2 separate regions of the Callithrix jacchus genome follow, and region 2 is linked to region 1. The links are chromatin contacts, called in public Hi-C maps. All regions are on one chromosome and are shown on one strand. The core of a region is the stretch at or near the end of the contact, and the rest is flanking DNA. Distances in the headings are between cores, read along the strand shown. Region 1 overlaps EBNA1BP2 (EBNA1 binding protein 2). Region 2 holds the start of C7H1orf210 (chromosome 7 C1orf210 homolog).

The links. A called contact is a pair of places that touch in the nucleus more often than the background predicts.
Region 2: a Hi-C map of induced pluripotent stem cells shows a contact between it and region 1, with 2.0 times the contacts expected there. The contact joins the promoter of C7H1orf210 here to the enhancer-like site in region 1. A contact is called at or near these places in 2 of 3 Hi-C or Micro-C datasets (induced pluripotent stem cells and skeletal muscle).

What each region holds. Positions count from the first base shown.
Region 1 is chr7:79,904,299-79,908,926 of calJac240_pri, reverse strand. The region is part of intron 1 of EBNA1BP2 (EBNA1 binding protein 2); the gene reads left to right. It overlaps CFAP57 (cilia and flagella associated protein 57), which reads right to left. Exons shown (of 24, transcript XM_035251080.3): 22 at 1-77. Among named protein-coding and RNA genes, the nearest start is that of EBNA1BP2, 33 kb to the left of the region's middle. Within about 2 kb of position 2,741, at least 5 of the 16 cell types and tissues checked have an H3K27ac peak or open chromatin away from gene starts, as enhancers often do.
Region 2 is chr7:80,010,329-80,014,956 of calJac240_pri, reverse strand. It overlaps C7H1orf210 (chromosome 7 C1orf210 homolog), which reads left to right and starts at 2,351. Exons shown (of 3, transcript XM_035251091.3): 1 at 2,351-2,975. MPL (MPL proto-oncogene, thrombopoietin receptor) reads right to left here. Exons shown (of 12, transcript XM_003733424.5): 8 at 4,548-4,628; 9 at 2,536-2,695; 10 at 2,163-2,259.

The DNA.
Region 1 (4,628 bases), core at 1,492-3,991:
AGGTCATAGACTTGGGACCGAGTGAACTTCAGCTCCCTGCGGAGCTCATTGATTTCCGTGATCAGAGAGACATTTTCCTGCAGAAAAGAAGGAAGAGAGAGGGAGCGTGGAGTGGATGGATGAGTGGTTAGTGGGCATAGCACATGCCCTCCTGGGGCTGAGTAGGTGGGGAATGGGCAGGGTTAGGTCTGTATCCAGAACTCTGGATCCTCTATTGGGGCCTGAGCCTTTATTCCAGCCTATTGTTCAGTTAAGGAACCAGCTAACTTACCTTCAGGTGGACTCAGCACCATTCCCATCCATCCATCCATGCTTGTTGCAAAGTCAACAGCAACAACAATGCTTTTAGCACTTTTTATATGAGTTTAAATGCATCAAAATAACCCTGTGGCTGGGTTCTTATTACAATCTCAATTTTACAGAGGAGGAAAGTGAGGAACAGAGAGAGGTATGCAACTTGCTCAGTTACATAACTAGCAAGTGATAGAGCCAGGAGTCCAACCCCAACAGTGTGGCTCCAGAGCTCATAAGCACTGTGCTATATTTTACTCATTTTTCATTCATTTGCTGAAACCACATTTATAGGCTATCTGGTAAGTCCATGGAATGCAAACAGGAATAGGACATGGTCTGCTCTCAGCATGCTGTTGTTTAGTGAGTAAAACAGAAAAGTAAATGGATAATTAATATCTGCTGCATCCATTGGGAATGCACTTATTTTATTTGTGTTTGACAAATAAAATACCCATCCATCCATCCATTCAACCATCCATCTAATAAATGTTTTTTGAGTATCTATAATGTAGTCATCCAGTATTATGGAGCTACTGTGTTGATTCTAGGGTATAGAGAATAGACCTTAGCTTCTGCTCTTGAGGAGTTTACAGTTTAGTGAGGGGAGTGGGCAGTTTAGTGTGGTGGCCACCTTGCTGTGATGGAGGATAGGGCCTAGAGGAAAGATGCTTAGTTCTGCCTGAATGACCAGGGTAGATTCCTAGGAATTGACCCCTGGGCTGAGGCTTGAAGGAGTCACCAAAGAGAGGGTAAAGGGTGTCTCAGACAACTAGAACAGCAGGAGCAAAGGCACAGGATATGACACAGCTGATGGGGGTGGGGGAGACTGCAGCAGTTCTGCATCACTGGAATGCAGAGTGAGGAGGGGAGTCGACAGGAGTGATGATGAGACTTGCTGGAGGCCTGGTGGTGCAGGATCCACACAGTCTCTTCTCTCCTCTTTCCCCACACCTCAAATCTCTGCCTTCCATTTCATACCCAGCACAAGTACCCCAAGGAGGAGGCCCATCCCTAAGGGCCCAAAGAGACTGGCCACTTTGCTCATAGAGCCCACAGCCACAGCAGTCAACTTGTCCACAGTAGTGCCTTGTGTATGACCATACAAATACATCACCTAAATACCTTGTTAGATGCCACTCTGACTCATAGGTCTGGAATGGGCCCTGAAATCCTGCACTGGAGTCCTAAGAAATGCTGCTGCGGGTCTGCAGGCCAGACCACACTTTCAGTTGCAAAGCCCTTGACGGTCTGCATACCAGAAAAGGCAACTGCAGGCCAAATCTACACAAAGTGGACCTGTGCCAGGAACAAACTGTGCTTCTACTTGGGACATTATCTCAGGAGTGGTAGCTATGGAGTCTGAGCCCAGAGAACAGGATGGTCTTTTTTTTTTTGAGATGGAGTCTCACACTGTTGCCCAGGCTGGAGTGCAATGGCGTGATCTAGGCTCACTGCAATCTCCGCCTCCCAGGTTCAAGTGATTCTCCTGCCTCAGCCTTCTGAGTAGCTGGGATTACAGGTGCCTGCCACCATGCCCAGCTAATTTTTTTGTATTTTTAGTAGAGTCGGGGTTTCACCTTGCTGGCCAGGCTGGTCTTGAACTTCTGACCTCATGATCTGTCTCTGCCTTGGCCTCCCAAAGTGCTGGATTACAGGCATGAGCCACTGCGCCTGGCCTTGAACAGGATGGTCTTAAGCACTGTTCTCCCTGATCTGTGACTAACAGTTCTCTGCTGTGGGGAGGTACCTGTGGAGCCCAAGAGGGAGCAGGGGTCGAGCTAGAGACACTGCAACAGATTCTTTTCCCCCAGAGATACTTCATCTAAAGCACAGATCTATACCTTCAGACTTCCAGTATATTACTTAATTTCAGTATTCATTACAATACAGTTTGGATATTTGTCTCCTCAAAATCTCATGCTCAAAACGGATCCCCAGTGTTGGAGGTGGGGCCTAGAGGAAGGTATTTGGGTCATGGGAGCAGATTCCCTCGGAGTGCTTGTTCTATTCGTTAATGCAAGAACTAATTGCTTTAAAAGAACCTGGCACCTTCTCCTCTCCCGCTCCCTCTCTCGCCATGTGACGTGCCTGTTCCTCTTGCACCTTTCATCATGAGTAAAAGCTTTCTGAGTTCTTGACCAGAAGCAATGCTGGTGCCATGCTTCCTATACAGCCTGCAGAACTGTCAGCCAAATAAACTTGTTTTCCTTATGAATTAGCCAGCCTCAGGTATTCCTGGATAGCAGTGAAATTCTCTCTCTTGGATGAAATGCCCAGTCCTCACTGTCAACCCCTCATTCTCCATGCTAGCATTTGTACTTGTGTTTCTATGAGTCAGATGTTCTCTCCATTGAATGTTTGACCCTTTTAGCCAACCCAGGCCTTGGTGATCTCAGTGTGATGGGTCCCCCACCAGGTTACTTAATGGTGTATATTCACTGTCTTAACCCTCAAGGCCAGGCAGTTAGCCAAGACCATAGTGCTCAACTGAGGAGTAGGTGTCCATGATAACCCAAACATCCTGAAAGATAACTGATAACCTACCAAGGAAAACAGCCCCATGGCAAATATCTTCGCTAGGCAAAGAGCCAGGCAATTAGCTTAAAAGCAGCTTAGAGATGTGAGGCAATGCAGATCTCTACAGCTGTCCCGCTGCTGCTCAGGAGTGCCCCACGTGGAAGACCTAAATAAACTCATCTGCTCATCAAGCTGGACTTAACATTCTTTGGGCTCCCCAGTTTGGGAGGAAAAGTGGGGAACATTACAGTCCCAAATTTTCTCGTAACAGTGATGGATTTCCCACATTCCCCTTCCAGATGCTGCCTGGTAAAACTGCTAGATCCTCCCATGGACCTTCTCCTTGCAGACTTTATATCATGACACGATCAATTCAATACATATTTATCAAGTTATAGACCTTGGACCCTGCCTTGCATGTTAGAGGTGCTCAGTAAACATCTGTGAAATGGATGAGCAAATGAATAACTAATGCAGTGGATGCCAAATCGAGTAAGATGAGATTCTTACTAATAAGGAAGTTACAAGCCAAGGGGTAAGGGCCAGTGAAAGAGACCAGAACAGAAGGGAGGGAGGGTCTTAGAGCCACAGGGGCAAGCTTGCTCACTTGAGGTGTCTCTCCACTTCTCCTTTCATTAGGCTTCGCTAAGCTTCACTTCTCCCGATCCTCATTAAATAATGCATCAATCATCAGAATAAGCACTAGAAACTGAAAGCACAATTCAAGTTCTCTCAGTTTGCATCTTTAGTTGCTTCCTCTTTTTGGTCATCTCCATTCATTCTGTCACTGAGTCCTGTTGATTTTGTGTCTGAGCTGATTCTGCTGTTCATGCTTCTTTCTGGTCTGTCACCAGCTCTCAGTGCTCTCCCCTGTTCTGCTATAAAGGCCCGCCCAAAGTGGAGCCCTGCCCTGGCTTCTCCCTACCCCTCCACCCTCTACAGCCCTGTCACTGTGATTGGGATTTCTGGTTCCCAGCACCCCCCTGCCAACCTCTGACATCCTCATGATGCTCCCTCACCTAAACGGGTCTCCAGGGCTCGATCCTTGCTGGAGTATGATTGAGGCCCACCACTCAGTGCAGCTTGACTCTCTTGTTCTGTTCATTCATTCGTTCACTTACTCATTTAAGAAAAGTCATCTAAGAACCAGTTCCTGAAAGCTTACACTGCTCACTGTGCCAGACGTGGGAGGTCCCGCTCAGTTTCAGTGCAGAGCTGCTGCCATAAGAGGTTGAAGCAGGGGCCCAACCCAGTGTGAGGAGGGCTCCCGGGGAGACAGAGAAGTGTTCCAGGCCTGGAGCCTGGAGGCAGCAAGCAGAATGTAAGGCAGCAAGAGCTTGATCATTAACAGTAATAAGAGTAACCACAATTGCAAGGGTTGACTGGATCACTGCAGTGTATCAAACAGTGCACCGCACATACAGTCCCCCAGTTCATCCTTACACCAGCCTCATGAGGAAACTGAGGCCGTACCTCAGCGGTACAGCCTCCATCCAGAGTGCCCTGTTCCTCCATGGCTACTGCTTTCCAGGCTCTGCTTTCCCCCCTTGCATTTACGTCACCTCCATTCTAATACTTCATATAGTATGATGGTGAAGGGCCCTCCCATAAGTGTTGGGCTTCCCGCAAAATGTTTTCTGGGATGGCCGGTGTTCTGAGGGGTCCCGAGGTCACACTGAGGTCAACTGAATTAAAATGCTCTGGGTGGCTTTGTGAATTAAAAATGTGAAGGCAATGGGTTTGCTGAGCCTTCTCTTCCTGATCTCTCACTGGTCAAATTGGCCTCCCAAAGCGCCTCCAGTCCTCCAGGCTCCCAC
Region 2 (4,628 bases), core at 1,102-3,601, 110 kb before region 1:
CACTACTGCACTCCAGCTTGGAAACAGAGCAAGACTCCATCTCAAAAAAAAAACAACAAAAAAAAATTAGGCACAGTAAGATATGAACAATGACTAATAATAAAATAGAACAATTATAACAATATGCCAACAACATCACTACTCTTGTACTCTTGTACTTTGGGGCCACTATTAACTAAAATAGGGGTTACTTGAACATAAGCACTGCACTACCGCAGTGAGTCGATCTGATAACCAAGATGGCCACTAAGTGACTATGGGGCAGGGAGTGTATACAGCATGGAGATGCTGGACAAAGAGATGACTTACATCCCTGGTGGGACACAGTGGGATGGCAAGAGATTTCATCATGCTACTCACAATTTAAAATGCATGAATTATTTATTTCTGAAATTTTCCATTTAATTTTTTGGACCTTAATTGACCAAGTATAACTGAAACCACAAAAAGTAAAACTATGGATAAGAGGGGACTACTGTAGTGCCACTTCCCTTCCCCATCACACTCTTTCTCCTGCTGTACTTTGTTTTTCTTTATAGCACTTGTACATTTATTATACTGTTAAATGTATTTCTTTTTGTCTATCTCACATCACTAGAACATATGCTCCCCAAGAACAGAGAGTTTGTCTATTTGTTCACTCCTATATTTCTCGGGTGTAGAATAGTGTCTGGCCCATAGTAGATGATCAGTAAATTAGCTGAATGAAGAAAATCAGTGGAGCTTATTAGTAAGTTACTGGAGAGGGTAGTCTCTCTGGGAGAAGAATGGATTAAGGGGAATCCATATTTAATGTTGGGGAAACGTCAATTCTTTAGCCTCATATTTCCGCATGTAGGGACGTCAGCAAAACATTTCAGGCCTCTTCACTGACCTCACTCATCTCTCTCTAGGGGAGGATGTGTGACTTACCTGGTAAATTGAGGAAAAGGAACTGAGTATGTCTGGCTCAGCAGACAGCCTCTTTCTACTTCTCCAACTTTTTTGTTAGATCTGGCTACCTGCATGGAGACTACCTTCCAGTCTCCTCATACATATGGGCAGATTAAAAGTTCAAAGAGAGATGGTAGCCCACAAGAGCGGCACTTGAACCAGCCTAGGACCATCAAAAGACACCACCTGGAGGAGCTGACTTCTGAGCTAAGTTTTCAAGAAGCAGCAGATGAAGGATGGAGGTGGGATGCATTCTATCCTGCATGTTTATAGCCTCCAATGGTATGTCTCCTCAGCCTTAGTCTTCCCACATAAATGAGTCACTCATTAATAACTTTTATTTAAGGGTCTGCTTCTTGGCAGGCACTGTGCTAAGGATTTAAAGATGACCAAGTAAGGTATAATAGGGAAGATTGAAGATATATACAGAAACAAACAGGAAAACACTACTGGTACTGTATTGGAGCACAAAGCAGCGGCCAAACGGGAGGGTCAGGAAAGGTTTCTTAAGAGTTGGCGAAGAAAGTTATTTACAGATGAATGGGTTTAGTCAGACAGGGAGAATATTTCGGGCAGAGGTGATGTTATGTGCAAAGGCACTGAGAAGTAAAAGCTGACTTGTGGAGAAAACCACCAACAGTTTGGAAAGGCTGATGCACAGGGTAGAAGCGGGTGAAATGCTTGCTGGCAGGGGCCGATTTTGCAGAGCCTCGCTTGTCATCATAGGAGGCCTGGACTATGTCCTGGGAGCTATTAAAGGGATGTAAGGAGGGAATTGGCAGGTTCCTGTGTGCATTTTAGAAAGATTATTCTGATGGCTGTGTGAGGCTAGATCGGAGGAGGAAGAGGTTCTGTTTTAGTGAGACAGGTCGTGTCTGTGAGGTTAGAGAAAGGGGGCCATTGCTTGGATGAGGTTTAGGAGTTGGGACCCGATGGCCGATTGGATGGGAGTTGGGTGAGCGCCTTGGCTGAAGGGTGAACGATGGCCTCGTCGCCGAGTGAGCAGCAGGAGGCAGGGCTGTAAGGTGTGAGGTACAGTGTGCGTGTTAGAGTGTAAGAAGCCGTTGCGAGTCCCAGAGGAGACGTGCAGGAAGCGGCAATGCCGTAGATGCGCACGGGCGGTGGCCCGAGAGCTGGGGTCACAGAGCCACCCGAGGATGCTTGTTTAGAGGCCTTCGGCCCCGCCCCGTCCACCGCCCGTCTCCTGCCTGGCGGGGGCGGTACTCGACCTGTAGTGCGCAGGAAACTTCCACCTCAGCAGCAGTAGGCCCAAAAGGGCGCTGAGGCCCAGCACAAGGAACAGAGCGGTCACCAAGGAGATCCAGGCTAGGAGACAAAAAGGATCAGACCTCGGCCCACCCTGGCCGGAGCCCCGCCCTCAGCCCGCCCCGTTCTGGCCCCGCCCCTCGCCACCCCTGGGAACCGCGGGGACCAGCGCAGCCGTGGACCCGCATTGCCAGGGCCCAGCCCTTCTCCGCGCCCGGGTCCTCCCGCACCCGGCGCCCCACCCCTCTCCGCGCCCCGGCCCGCCCTTCCCGCACCCGGCGCCCCGGCCCTGGCGCAGGCGCTGTGCGGCTTTGGCGCGGCCAGGGCTTGCCTCACCGGTCTCGGAGGTGGTCTCCACCTTAGCTGAGTCGGACCAGGAGCTCCAGGGACCTTGGTAGGTGGGGCCGTTGAGTCTGGCGCGCAGCTGTAAACGGTAGCGAGATCGCGGGCGCAGCTCCAGAGTTCCTCCTCGGGCCCCGAGAGGTGGCTCCACCACCTACGCAGAGAAGCGTGCGGGTGGCCCTACGTCGGGGCTTCGACAGCCTGGCGTCTGTTTGACCCACATCCTACAGCTCCGAATCCCCAGGCAGTCGGAGATCACCACAGGGAGCCCCACCTGCGGAAAACACGCTTCCCGGCAGAAACAGGATAGAGCTCCCTAACCGAGAGCCTCTCTGGAATGGGATCACGCTCCGCCCGAGAGAAACGTGCCAGCGCCCACCTCCTGAGCACAGTCCTCACCTCAGAGAGCTACGCATCCTAACACCAACACCCAGGTACATCCTCTGCAGGGATCCCGGTACACACACACACCCTCCCAGGTGCTCTCACCACAACTCCAGCCTGGGCGATGGAGTCACACAGACCATGCCACAAATAATACTCATGCCACAGAGGATGCCAGATTTGCTCTTGGCGCCGGAGTACAAACATCATGTGTACAAGCAGGAAGACAGCAAACATTTACGAACTGTATGATACTCCAAACATTGGGTTAGACACTGGGGAGAAAGCAATGAAACACGGCCTCTTACCTGTCTAATGAGGGGACATCCAAACAGGTAGATAATCAAAACAATTAATTAGTGCAAGGCACCATGGAAGTCCAGAGAAGCATTTAATGCTGGGTTTTGTGCTAGAGTGGTTTAGTGTGCTATAAGCGTGGATGAGAAGGCTGGATGGTCACAGATGAGGCTAAGGCAGTCCTGGTAGGAATTTGAGGACTGTTAGTATTTTATTGCCATCAACTTAGTTGTTGATGAGTAGGGGGAAGGGACAAGGGAAGCAGAGGAAGAGTCAAGGGTGCTTTCAGGCTTGGGTACTGGGTAAGTAGTGGTGCCATTGTCAGAGACAAGAAGCAGAAGAGAAGTAAGTTTAGGGTTCCATTTTATAGAGTTCAACTTTAGGCTTTCATTTTATAGAGTTCAACAACAATCTAAATGAATCAATGGTAATGTCAGGATGGTGATCACCTTTGGTGGCAGAGGACCTTGATCCTGGTTACAGTTACATGGGTGTATACTCATGTACAGATTTTATGTTGAAAATATGTATACTTTGTTGTATGTAAGTTATATCACAATAAAAAAGTAATGCTTCAGGAGGAAGAGGATACACGTTTTGGATACACGGAGTCTGAGATGTCCAGGGGAGGAAGTTTTGGTAGAACCATCTTCTAAGATGTTGTACACAGTTTTATATACGTGTGGCAAATAAGAATAAAAGTAGACAAACTAATATTTAATGTTTATCGAGCACCTTCTGTATACCAGGCAGTATGCTAGGTATTTAGATATAGTATTTAATTTTTACTGTAACTCCGTAAGGTAGATAGCTTCATCCCCATTTCACCAATGAGGAAACAGATTTCAGATGTTTTGGTAATCTGCCTGTGGTTTGTAAATTCCTCTCCATATGGGAGTTCGAATGGTAAAATTGTGATTGTTCATGTATGGCCATTGAAACCATGAAGTTGAAGCACTCACCTGGGTAGAGCATATCTATTTTATCAGAGGATAAAAGAGCCTAGGATGAGACTCCAGAAAGCACAGCATTTTATAGAAGGCTGGACAGGAGGAGCCAGGAGAGGAGAGTGAGAAAGTTCAGTCAGAGAGATAGGAAGAAAATCAGGGAAGACTGATATCCCAAAGACCAACGGAAGAGAAATGTTGAGTAGGAGTAGCCAGCAGTATCAGATGCCCAAGAGAGATACCAGTTGAATCCAATAAACATAGATATACTAGCAGAGACATGGATACATAAACACTTTCACTCCTGCTAACAAACATGGTCAGCCCCAGGGATCCCATGCGTAGTGAGGTCTGTGAGCATTTGTTCCTTAACCATACCTTCCAGTCCTGATGGTCTTCTCCTGTGTATCGGAGTTGATAGCAGGTCTCTTGGGCTGCCCAGGATGATGGGTGCTGCCA